Regions from separate parts of the Mus musculus genome. Here region 1 is linked to region 2. A link is a contact called in public promoter capture Hi-C data. All regions are on one chromosome and are shown on one strand. Each heading gives the region's core, a stretch centred on a gene start, on an enhancer-like site or on the middle of the called end of the contact. The rest is flanking DNA. Distances are from core to core; before and after follow the strand shown. Region 1 holds the start of Bend7 (BEN domain containing 7). Region 2 holds the start of Hspa14 (heat shock protein 14).

Region 1 (5,915 bases), core at 2,084-4,583, 1.2 Mb after region 2:
AACTGGCTCAAATCCTGAAGTTTCTCTATTTACAAGCTGCCCAGTATGGTCGCCATAGAGCACCTGGAATGTAGGTAGTTTGAATGGATTTGTTCTCCAACTGCAAAATACACCTCACACACCAGTTTCAAAACTTTGTACAAACAGAATATAAAACATCTCAAGAACATTCTGCTACGTGTCCAAATGACAATGGTTTAATGGTTTCAGTTAAACAAAATGTATTTATGAAATGAACTTAATTTGATTGTTCTTTAATGTTAATACAAAAGTCCAAATTATTCATATGGCTCATGTTATATTTCTTTTGGGAAATGGGAGAGCTAAATAAAGATGGGAATTTTCATAATACTATTTATTTCTCTTACGACATAGTTTCCAGAGAATTTTAAGATTTATGTTACGGTTATTTAATGTTTTCTGGCCAAATTACCTGTCTTTGTCAAAGATTAAAACCTATGCTTAATCTTTATAATCAACCTGGTTTTGGAATGGCCATATAATAAGATGTTTGGCCTGCATGATGTCATGGAATATTTGCCCAGACTTACCCCGAGCTCCAGAACATGTAAACCTGTGGTTCTGAAGTTTCTGAGAACCTGTAAGTACTGAGCAGAGCTAGATCTAAAGAGTTTGCTAGGACACCTCAACCCAGACACTATATCCAAACAAACCAACAGTGCTGACCCTCGACATCTCTATGCTGAAGCCCCGACCTTGAATGACTGGATATGGAGATGAGGTCCTAATCGACAGTAATTAAGGTTAAAAGAAGCCAAAAGGGCAGGCTCTTGTCCATAAATTGTGTAGTCTTATAAGAGGAACTGGAGGTTGGAGGTCAGTGTGCGGGGGAACCAGCTCAGCAACTGAGAGCACTTGTTGCTCATGCAGAAGACCCAAGTTTGCTTCCCAGCACCCACCCCACGTGGAGGCTCACAGCCATTGCATATCCAGTTCTGATCTAATGCCCTCTTCTGACTTCTGTGAGCACCAGGCACACACATGGTGCTCATACACACATTCGGGTGAAACACATAAACATAAACTAATAAAATAATAAATCTAAAACATTTTTAAATACCAATTGTGAATGCTCAGGCAACAGGCAGCAGTTTACAAGCAAGGGAAAGATCCCTCCCTCCCCAGAGACAGACTGTATCAGACCTTGATCTTGGACTCCTTGCAGTGATAGGAAAGCAAATTTCTTAAGTCAGGCAGTCTGTGATATTTTGCTAAGTTAACCTACACAACCTATTACAGATACATACCCAGTCAAGGCAATTCCAGCTTGATATTACTTAATACTAACTGTAGATCCATAAATTTGTTGGATAAAGCCACAGTGGTGTGTACCAAGTAGAAAGTAAATAAAACTAGTTGATATCCCCTAGAAAGCAATAGAACAGGCTGTTTCATAGTCTTTACACACCATGAGTGGATACTCATGGACCATCTTTGAAGAGCTCAGTCAAAAGGGCAAAGACATAGTTACTATTAATTTTAGGTAGTCTCTTAAAATATCCCCTTAACTACATAGAGGATATTCCCTTCAGCAGGTAGAAGTCACATTCCTGCTTGAACTTAAAGTGAATGATATCTTTCCTAGGGATGTACTTCTTGGGGTGATACCTTCAATGATTTCATCATAGTTTAAGCACAATAAAAGCTTACTTTATGCTCCAAGGCGAGACTACTCTGCATTATTCAATTAGCGTAGTACTCAGCCTGTGACTATTGGAATAAAATTTGACAAGGGATCTCTCTCTCTCTCCCTCCCTCTATCTCTATCTCTATCTCTCACGGCCCCAGAATGGGGTGTAGAATGTTTTCTTACTTTAGAAACATCCCAGACACCTTCAGGTTTATAAAATTCTGGTTTTGAATGGAGGTGGGGGAAGAAACAAGTGGGATTATTGCCCAAACCACTATCATACTGAACCCTTCACTGCATCTTTTAACTCTAAAGAGATCAAAGAACTTCACCAAATACAATTTCATTTCTTCCATACACTTTTCTGGGAAAAGGACTCAGCCTCTAACATAATCTCAAAGAAGTAGGAAAAAAAAAATGAATCCCCTCTTAAAGTGATTTGCTTTAGAGCTGGATGAAGCGCTTGGTCTCCCTGCGGCCAGCCGGGTGTCCACACTGCCGGGTGTCCACACCCGTGTCTATCCACACCCGTGTCTATCCTGTTGTCTCCAGCTGGCTTGCTGCTCACCGGTTCTTTGGTTTTATTTCCCAGGCATGTTTGCACTGCTTGCTCCTTGGTAGTCACCCTGCTTCTAACGTCAAGGTTCTATCAGAGTGGCTTTTGAACGGCTGTCCATTTGAGTGCAACTAACCTCAATCATTCATCAAGACAGCCCACCCCAGCCCCCTCCCCCCTTTTCTCTGCATTCTTTGGAGCAACCTGACCTTCCTAAGGTGTTGGAGCAGCAGCCCATCCCTTCTTCCCCTTTGTACTTTGGTCTAGAAACCGTAGATTTGGAGGCCGTACTTTTAAGCGTGTCAGATCATGTTTCCACACTACCATTCCCAGGTGATGTAAAAAATCTTTTCTATTCCCACTTAAAACATGTGGTAAGAAATGGCGCCTACAGTAAGTGCACACTTGGCTCCCCAGAGAAAAAGATTACATAAAACTCCCAATGGCCATTGGCGGACGGCAATTATTTTGGTATTTCTGCGTCAAGTGGCAGAGTCTATGCACCTGCTATGACCACTGTTTCCCTAAGAGCCTGCACCCCCTTGCACTCCTCACCTCTAGTATTCCTCTCCCCAAAACACCATTCCAAGCACCCCCTTTGCATATAACTTCCCCTACAGTCCCCAGGGTGGGGATAAGAATTGATGTTCGCTCCATCCCATAGTCTTCTCAGCAGTACATGCTCAAATTTCTCTCTGTTTGCTCCAAGAGCGCGGATGGGTAAGTTCTTCACCCCCTCTTAAAAGTTGCCTAAAATCCGCGTCTGGCCCTGGCACCGCCCGCCTCTCAGACAGAGCGAGGGCTGGCCGCCAAGGAGCCACGATCCCTGGCTTATTTCTAAAGGCAGGTTCGCCTCCGGGAGCCGCAGAGGGAGGCCGGGCAGAGCGCGGCGTCCGTCCGGGGGGGCAGCTCCACGGGCCCGGGCCGCTCCGGACGCTGAACCGCGCGGCCTCCGGCCCATGCCGGGTCGCCGCACGGCCGAGTCCAGCAGTGGCGGCGGCCCCCGGGGGATGGCGGCGGCCGGGCTCCGCCAGCAGGTGGTCCCGGGGTCCCGGCGGCGCCGCCCCCTTCGACGGCGCGGCCCCTACTCCCGCGGGGGAGGTCAGCGCCCCGGCCGCCGCTCCGCACCCGCCGCCGCCGCCCTCCCTCGGCTCGCCGCGTCCCCCGGGCCGCGTCCGCAGGCTGAGCCCAGGCGGGCCGCGGCGAGCACCCCACAGCTCCGCGCCCCAGCCCGGCCCCGCTCCCAACGGAAAGTTGGGCTGCGGCGGGCTGCGTTCGGGAAAGAGCGAGGCGGCATGAAGGGGCACCGAGGGGTCGCCTAAGACACCGGGGAGGCGGAGCCGCGCGCGGGGACAACTTCGCCCCGGGCGCGCAACCCCCGGCCGGGCTCGCGGTGGTTCCTCCCGTCCCTCGGCCTCCCCCGCCGATCGCGACGCGGACCTTGGTCCCGGCGGCTCCGCGGCGGTGACACGAGCCCGCCTCAGCCGCCGCCTCAGTCTCCTGCCGCGCCGCCACCTTGCCCGCACCATGGAGTTCTCGGAGAGGAAAAGAAGCAGGAAATCCCAGAGCTTCAAACTGGTGAGCCGAGGTAAGCTGCCGGCCCGGGGACAGCGGCGGGAAGCCGGCGCCGCGCTCCGCGCACTCGGCCCCGCGCGCCCCGGCCGCCCGCGGGCTCCACGCCGGGGGCGCGCCCGCCCCGACCCCCTCGTCCCCGCCCGAACCCGGGCCCCCCGCGGGCCGCACACGCCCCGCCGCGGGGAAAGTTGTGCCTGAGGGGGACCCACCGGGTGTTATTGAAGGTAAACAAGTCGGAGGGCACGTCAGGAAATTAGCAAACAATGACACCGGGGAGCCGAGCCCACTCTGGGGTGCCGCCGCCACGGCGGCCGCTGGGCTGGGGTGGCTGAGGGTTTGCCTGGCCGGCAGGCCGAGAATAGACTGGGATTTGTTTTTGTTTTCGTTTTTTTTTTCCTTCCCCCACGCAAAGAGAAGGAGGAGAGAAAAAGATGATCATTGTTCTTTTTAAGAAGAATCAGCTCATTAGGGAATCGAAGCTCAAGGCAGAAATTGTTGACATACAGCATCTTTTCCAGTTGAGTGATTTGGGTGGAAAGGTAGTTTTAAGATTATCTCGTATACCAGTCAGACAAGTGTCGCATCACAAGAAATAAAGAAAAATCCAGCTTGGTCCTGCCGACTAACAGGTGTACAGCACACTCTTTATAGGCGTTTATTTTGTCCGGGGAGGAGAAAGTTGAGTAGTATCTCCTCTGGGTTCTGTTTCTTGTTCGAGTCCATCTTCCTGATTTGAGTCTTTAAAAAATGGTGCCAACTCGGACAAGAAACACCTGTCAAAATGTATCACCTTAATAATCGAGAATGGTGATACCCCCCCCCCAACCTCCCCAGAGGTAATGGTACAAGTTCTAATATGAGCCCACACTCTTTAAATATCTTTGCATTAACTTGGGTCAAAGCCAAATCAGAGAAGCGCTCCACTTTCCCTAGGTGGTTTTTATCTACCGCTAGCATCTGAGGAAAGAGCCACATGATTGTTCCAAGGGCCCCAGCAAAAGTCACATGTGAACAGGTGACTATTGGGAGGGTGATTGCAAGGGATGGAGTTTTTCTGAACTCAGCTAAGCAGACATGAGGATTTTATAAAGCTCACTTTTGGTTAGTCTGGAAACGGTTTAATTATAGACATTTTTGCAAATCTGCTCATCTGTGTTTCCCCTAATTTAGCTTTGTACTGTTTAACGATAGAGGCCTGAAATAGTGTAGTGCATGCATTCAAAATATTTGGCTACTCCTTCTCGGCCTCCACCTCCCCAACCAGGATGTTGACTACTCTGGAAGTCTCTCTGAGTGTGATGGCCCTGTTGATACAACGTGCTTCGTTCAGGAATGGAGGCTGCTTTCTTATTTATGACCCCAGGAAACTGACTACTCTATCTTAAGAGAGAGGGTAGTTTTGTCATGTTGTCCTGTGACAGCTAAGGCAAACAACAAACAAACAAGCCCACCCAAACCTTGGACAGCTGTTGAGAAGGGACCTCTATTTTCATACCTGGGTGGTCCTGGTTTGTAAAGAGCTACATTATCAAAATGCTGTAGCTTCCACACGAGATCCCAAGATGTTATATTTGAAATTTTGATTAACATAGTAAGTTTTTCCTTCTTTTTTAATGGTGAGTGATTCTGCTGTGCAGCTGCTTTTCAATTTTTTTTTTGGAAGATAAACTATTGCATCTTCAGTAAGGGCAGTAATTGCAAAAGATTCACTTATGTGAAAGGTAAAAGACTTGCTTCTTTTCAAAGTATACCTTTAAAAAAATAACACATCAATATCTTAAAAAAAAAATGCATCCTTACTTTTAAGCTGAGATTTTCTGGGTAAACCCAGTAGAGAGGCAGTTCCGAAACATGCTATTGATATGCTCACAGAAATGGTAGTGGAAATACGTTTGAGAAACTCCATTGGCCTGTGATTTGGCAAGATTTTTTTTTCTTTTCTTTCTTTTTTATTTATTTTATTTTATTTTTACAAATATACTTGCTGTAGCCAAGCATATCTGTTTTGTAAGGCGCAGTGGTATTTCAGGTTCCTGTACTTCACAGTAAGTAACGTTTGGTGATTAGTATTGACTCCGATTCTGTGAGAGTTCTTGAAAGTATACTTGTAGATTATACATCTGGGATGGGAGT
Region 2 (6,626 bases), core at 555-3,054:
CATACCTTCTGCCAAGGATCTGTTTCACTTTCACTACTGTGCTTGAAACATGTCTTATTCTACTTTGTTTTGCTGCCAGTCCAACCACCTGAAAAAGAACTGCACATTAACAACAAGACTCTGCATTATTTTCAAGAACCACCGATGAGAGTACTCGACCGTACCTGTTCACGTTCCGAGTAAGCAACAATGGCTGGTGTGACTCTATCCCCTGCATCATTTGCAACCACATCGGCCCGGCCATCCTAAGGAAAGATGTGAGAGGGTTAGTTCTCTCACACTGGAATGCACAATCTCATTGAATATACCTGCAGATTGTAATGGAATTTTAGAAATGCCATTGTATCTGGCATTCACTCAGGTGCCTGAGTGACACCCATTCAGGCCTTAAAGTCATCTTCTGTAAATAATCAGTGATGGGACTTATGGGGTTGCTCTTCCTTTGGGAATTTCAAACTGAGGAATTGCATAACCTCAGTAGCAAGACATTCTTGGCAAACCAGGAATTTTTGCAATGGTTGATAATTGCTTAGGCAATGGGTCCTTCAGACAACGAGATCAGAGAAGACATTCTGGTATTCAGTAATTGACTTGCCAAAAGGCCTTTTTTTCGTAACAATCAATAAAAGCACAAGGCTACCCGAGTTCAGTCCTCAGACTACTCCACCTTGCAAAACCTTACTAGGTTGGCAGTGTCTCTCTTTCTTAGATTGTCCCTCATAAACTGGTCTTTTAACTGCCACTATTTGTTTCTTATAGTTTAATAAAAGGCTTCTTCTAGCCCATGCATTTTCCCGTTTAGATCTGTGCAGTAAGCTGGATCAAATGTATACAACATTCTATACCTAGCAAGCATGATTACACGACTCTCCCACAAATACAGCTTTTCCACCTGCTTCCCTACAAACGAAGTAGCTACTCCCCTGGGACTTTCCTGATAAATCGAATGAGACTTAAAACCGAAGATAGCATCGGTTAAATTCCTTAACATTGTTCCTTCTCCATCGATATTGAGGAGGAAAAAGCTATAGTTCCTTGTTAAGTTCTCAGTTCTAGAATCAAGTGTGTACAGCAAGAGTCAGTTCTTAACTAGGAACCCTTCTCTCGAGGGCAGTTACACAGTGCTCTGGTTGCTCAGAAATTCAAATACCTCCCACCTCCGGGAACCCCGAACCAGTGACGTCACCGTGACCTCTTAGGGACTCTGCGGTCAGTTGTCACTAGGACTTCTCTAGCATCCAGGGGGTCCTGACATCCAGGTTTGTTCTAGGCGTCTTTACAAGAACGATGTCCCCCGCCCCGAGGACTCCAGGCATCCTGGAGCCCTGACGTCTTTTGAACTCTTCTGGGCATCCTATGGCCCGGTCTCCTAAGTGCACCCTGCATGCTTGAGGCCTTTTCGTCCCTAAAACTCCTCAAACAGCCAAGACGTCCAGGATACCCTGGAGTATCCAAGATCCGGCTCTCTGTATCCACCCTCCACACAGCGTGCTTGGCCTTGGAGGGAGAGCCGAGAACCCGCAACATTGCCACTTGCTTGCACGCACGGTTCCCGGGCCGATGACCCGGAGCCCAGAAAACAGGGTGGCCGCCACGGAACCCGGAGACAGCTTCCCAGGCTCACCTTGTAGACAGCCACACAGGCTGATGTGCAGCCCAGGTGCACGCCGATCGCCGCCATAAGGCGGCGGAGACCACGGCAGCTCAACGAAGGACCCTTCAGCAGCTTCAGCTAGCTTCCTCGGAACAAGCCCATCAGGCACTGCGGAGACTTCACGTTCCCGCCCGCCTACTGCGTCCGGTCTGCTGCGCCGGCCTCCCAAGTCGCAGCCAATCAACATAAGGATGCCGCCTTTCATCAGAACGGTTAGCCAATAGTTTTAGCGCATCACTCCGCGCTCCTTGGGAGCCCGGCGTAAACGCCGGTCTGCTCAAGCTCAAGCCGGAAAGGCCCGGAAGAGGGTCATTAGCTCCTCCCTCTCCTGAGCGCCGTTCATCAGAGCCAATGGGAACGCCTGGTGAGATTGCGTCACTTGTTTCCTGCCTCTTTCCGGCTTCACGAGGCAGCCCCCACTACAGTAAGGAAGGTGTGGGTAGTTCCGGGTCCCAGGCTCAGCATGCGGTGCATCAGTCCAACTGCTCTGGTGACCTTTTGCGCCGGGTTTTGTATCTCGAACCCTGTGCTGGCGCAGGGCCTGGAGGCCGGTGTGGGGCCGAGGGCTGACTGTGAAGGTGAGCGGTGTGTGACCTGCTTGCATGGCGGCGACACCGCGCTCAGCCTAGCAATTGCCTAAGCAGCTTCTCCCGGCCCAAGCTGTAAATAACATTTCACCCTTCTGCTTTTGCTGTCATTATTAAGGTGGCGCAGAAAAAGGAGTGAAATAGGATTCGTATTAGATTTTGTGCAAATGGTCTCCGCTGCCAACTTGATTTTGTTGCTCCTAACCGAGGAGACTTGCTTCTCTGCTCAGAAGACATGTTTTGAGGTTCAAACTAATTGCCATTCCTAGGAGGTAAATAAAACATGGCAATACGTTAGGGTTGCTGAAATCAAAGACAAGGGTACGGCTGACTAGGACTTTATAGACAAGCTGCTTTACAAAGGAGCACATTAATTCCTAGAGAACGATAAAATAGACGCCTGTTTTCTTCTGTGGACTTGGCGATCATACCTTCAATTCCACCATCCCACCTGGTTTTGAGGGTGTTATAGTACCTAGGTTTTGTAAAAACAAAACAAAACAAAAAAACAGTGTATTTTGTAGAGGACTGTTAACAAGAGCCAAGATGAACAGTTTTGATAGTCCCTTTGGGACCACTGTAGCACTTCTTGTTTTATTGAAGTGATGTAAACATATATCTTCTCATCTTGAGAGCAGATGTACTGAACAGAAAATGGAGACAAGATTCATGTGGAATGGGCAGTTGAGTCTTATTGTAAGTAAATAGTATTAATAGTAGTTGGAGTCCAGCTTTCTATCAGCAATTATCAAACCTTCCTCTAGAAATTTAAAATAAGTTTAGATGTTATTTAAAATTTCTGTAGCTAAAGATACTGGTTTAACAGTTATAATTTCAGTTAAAGATCTCATCTTGGGCAAGCAGGATTTTATTATAGAACTTCAAACTATTTTGAAATCATTATAGATTGATGTATGAAACTACTTTAATAAACAAAAAAGGGCTGGAGAGATGGCTCAGTGGTTAAGAGCACTGACTGCTTTTCCAGAGGTCCTGAGTGCAATTCCCAGCAACTACATGGTGGCTCACAATCTGTAATGGGGTCTGATGCCCTCTTCTGGTGTGGCTGAGGACAGTGACAGTGTACTCACATATATAAAATAAATAAACCTTAAACAAAACAAAACAACAAAGAAAACCCTGAACCTTAAATAACAACAATGTAACACACACATTTGACATCACACCAATGCACACAAATGGGGACCCTTAAGTTACTAGCTCCATCATCTGTGCTGAGGTTATCAGAGACTAATCCAAGGACATCCAAGGGTTGAACTTGGGTTTCTCTGTGACTCCCGACAGTATTAGAATTTTTTCTTTCCTGAAGTCCCTGCCTTGATGACTTTGACATTGCCGCTGCTCTGTCTTTGCCTCCATCACGGCAAACATTTTCCAGATTTGTTCATGTGCTTCTCAACCTTTGGCTATGGCTGGCTTCTGTTTTTTGTTTCTTCCTTTCTTCCTCCCTCCCTCCCTCCCTCCCTCCCTCCCTCCCTCCCTCCCTCCCTTCCTTCCTTTTGATACAGGGTCTCACTATGTAGCCCTAAATGGCTTGTAACTCACTATGAAGCACACTGTCTTCAAGCTCACAGAGAGATCTGCCTGCCTCTGCCTCCCCAGTGTGGGGATTAAAGATGCGTGCCATCAATGCTTGGCCTAGCCATGGCTTAGTTGTTGGAATTTTTCTGTGTCATGCCCTCTGTATTTATTATCAGTCTGCATACAGTGCAAAAAAAAATCAATCTGCCTGACTGTCCAGTAAATTCTACATCTCTGTATCCAAGCCACCTTCTCCCCAGAGTTCCGGACATATTTTCTGTCAGGTGATTATGGAGTGACTAAGTATTCAAAAAACGTGATGTAGTTAAAAAGTAATCCTCAAATGGAACTTATTCCTATGCTATGAGGTTATGAGGTTAACAAAATTAACTGGTTTGTTCTGTATTTCCTCTTCCTTCCTTCCTTCCTTCCTTCCTTCCTTCCTTCCTTCCTTCCTTCCTTCCTTCCTTCCTTTCTTTCTTTCTTTCTTTCTTTCTTTCTTTCTTTCTTTCTTTCTTTCTTTCTTTCTGCTGGCCAATTGCTTGTCTATTGACTCTACCTTCCTATGGATTCTCTACCTTTCTTTTTCCCCAGGTCTACTGCCTTGTCTTGGTGTCTTTCCATCCTGTAGCTTGCCCCATCTCTGGGAGGGTTGTCAGGTTCTCCTGGATTTAATGTTTTTCCAGTTTCCACCAGGTAGTGTCTCCCCCTCCCCCACGGTTTCTCAGAAGATTCAAAAAATCATTTCACTACACACCACGCAGCTATGTACTTTTAAAAAGTCTCTCTAGATGATGTCTCTCATCCCATGGATTTAAAACTCTGTTATTATACTCAACAGGCAGAGTACTGATAAAGGATACATATGCACTGTGGCAAAATTTCATGCATGTTTTGGTGAGACAAATGTCCATCTTTAAAAACAAAAGTTAGAGTTCTTGAGTTTCCTCATTTGGATTGATGATTCCTTGTCAGAATGGCAGAGATGTTTAGAAATCAAATGAGGATATGCTGGGGAAGAGATATGAGACCTTTGCAAGACTGGATCTCTCTTATAGGAAGACAAGATGGGAGATTGCTTAGAGACTGATGAATTCCTGCTCACAACAGTGATCATGACAGCAGGTGTCTTCTTTGTAGACTTAATGTATTTGATAATTAAGATGAGTAAAAGATACGTCAGAAGACATTTTTCATTCTATTGGTGGCTCATAACACTGGTGATCAGTTAGATGGGTTTTTGTTTGTTTTGTTGTTGTTGTTTATTGTCATTGCCTCTGGGGAGAACACTGGGCCTTTATCTTGTCCTACCTCACTGGCTGTTCCTACGAGTCCTTTTCTCATTCTGTCTCACATTCTCCACCTCTAAACGTTGGCGTTTCCTGAAGGTGGTCCCCAGGCCTGCTCTTCCTCCAGCTCCCTTTGTTCTGTGGTCTCATCGTCTGACTATTGCTTGAATATGATGAATTACACATTTACATACCATCCTGGGCCGCATCCTAATTCTCAGATTTATAGTTATGTGTCTCATCAACATTTCAGTCAATGATGGACCATGTGCACTAACATGGTTCTATGGGATTATGAAAACATTCTACTGCTCAATGATATTGAATTCCCTGTTTCTAATCAATCGTTTGTGTTGGTCTGGATCCAACAGACCCAGGAAATGGCCGGTCTTATGAATGACAGCAATATAACATGTAGAGCACAGTATTTACTGTTTACCTTCAACAATCATTGCTTGGATTCTTCTTAATTGAAAAGGTAAAGTGTCAACTAGCCTCAGGCAGGCACTTGAGAAAATATTCTGGAAGGGAGGGATTTGCTTCAGACCTTTAATCCTATCACTCAGGAGGCAGAGGCAGGCTGATCTCTGTGGGTTCGAGGCCAGCCTGTTCTCCACAGGGAGATCCTGTCTCAAAGCAAAAATAAACAAACAACCCAAGTATCCCAGAAAAAAAGGAATTTTACTACACAAGCCCAATCCATGTGTGCTGTTGCCTCTGAAAGGGTCATAGTGGGACAAGGTGGGGGGCAGTGGTACCGTCATCTGGATCCTGTGTGGGCTTCGGCTAACGCATGTTTTTGTGCCTTAGTTCTTTTACAATCAAGTTTTAAAAGTAAATAGATAAGTGACCTAAAGAATAAAGGTTTAAAGAAGAAAGGTGCACTGCAGTATGTTTGTGTTTCGAGCTAAGTGTCATAACAAGACAGGCAAACAGTTTTTTTAAATTAAACAATTTATATGGTGGAAAACTTATAGTAATCTAAAGTTTATTTATCATGGAAGAAATAAGCTATTTTTTCCAAAAAATTCATATAGTCTGTAAATGATTGCAGTCTATAGTGACTTCCTCAGTGTGAACTATCCTCTCGGCCTTCATGTTGGCTCCCCCAGCTCAGCTCCTAAGTCAACAGGCTCCACTCATAGTAAGGGCCATATGCAGGTACACTGTTTCATTTTAGAACTCTAGTTTGCAGACTTACCTTTATTTATGTATGTGTCTCTGTTTGGTATGTATGATACATGTGTGCAGGAACTTTCAGAGGCCAGAAGAGGGAGCTTGATCCCCTGAAACTGGAGTTTCCAGGAGTTTGAGAGTCACTGGGCAGGGGTGATGGGGACTGAACTTGGTGGAGCAGCAGGTGCTCCTAACCCCTGAGCCAGTGGTCCAGCCCCGATTAGTAATACAATCTTTTCACTGCAACTCTCTTATGTTTACATACCTAAAGTTCAGTGAAACTTACCCACAGCCCTCAGCATGGTAACATGTTCTACACACAGGCATGATCACCTTGTAGCTGCAGGCTGCGTATGGCACAGGATAGCTATGGATGTA

Evidence for each region. Promoter capture Hi-C pulls out the DNA fragments that hold promoters and counts their contacts.
Region 1: a promoter capture Hi-C map of embryonic stem cells shows a contact between it and region 2, with 4 times the contacts expected there. The contact joins the promoter of Bend7 here to the promoter of Hspa14 in region 2. A contact is called at or near these places in 5 of 39 promoter capture datasets (cranial neural crest, embryonic stem cells, hippocampal neurons and 2 more), 1 of 484 Hi-C or Micro-C datasets (muscle stem cells), 2 of 115 datasets of contacts at active chromatin or transcription factors (astrocytes and stem cell-derived neural progenitor cells) and 1 of 9 other capture datasets (embryonic stem cells).

The regions. Positions count from the first base shown.
Region 1 is chr2:4,714,498-4,720,412 of GRCm38.p6, forward strand. Bend7 (BEN domain containing 7) reads left to right here and starts at 3,334. Exons shown (of 9, transcript NM_178663.4): 1 at 3,334-3,795. The coding sequence starts at 3,735.
Region 2 is chr2:3,511,010-3,517,635 of GRCm38.p6, forward strand. It overlaps Hspa14 (heat shock protein 14), which reads right to left and starts at 1,805. Exons shown (of 14, transcript NM_015765.2): 1 at 1,625-1,805; 2 at 165-245; 3 at 6-88. The coding sequence starts at 1,681. Cdnf (cerebral dopamine neurotrophic factor) reads left to right here and starts at 2,056. Exons shown (of 4, transcript NM_177647.4): 1 at 2,056-2,232. The coding sequence starts at 2,118.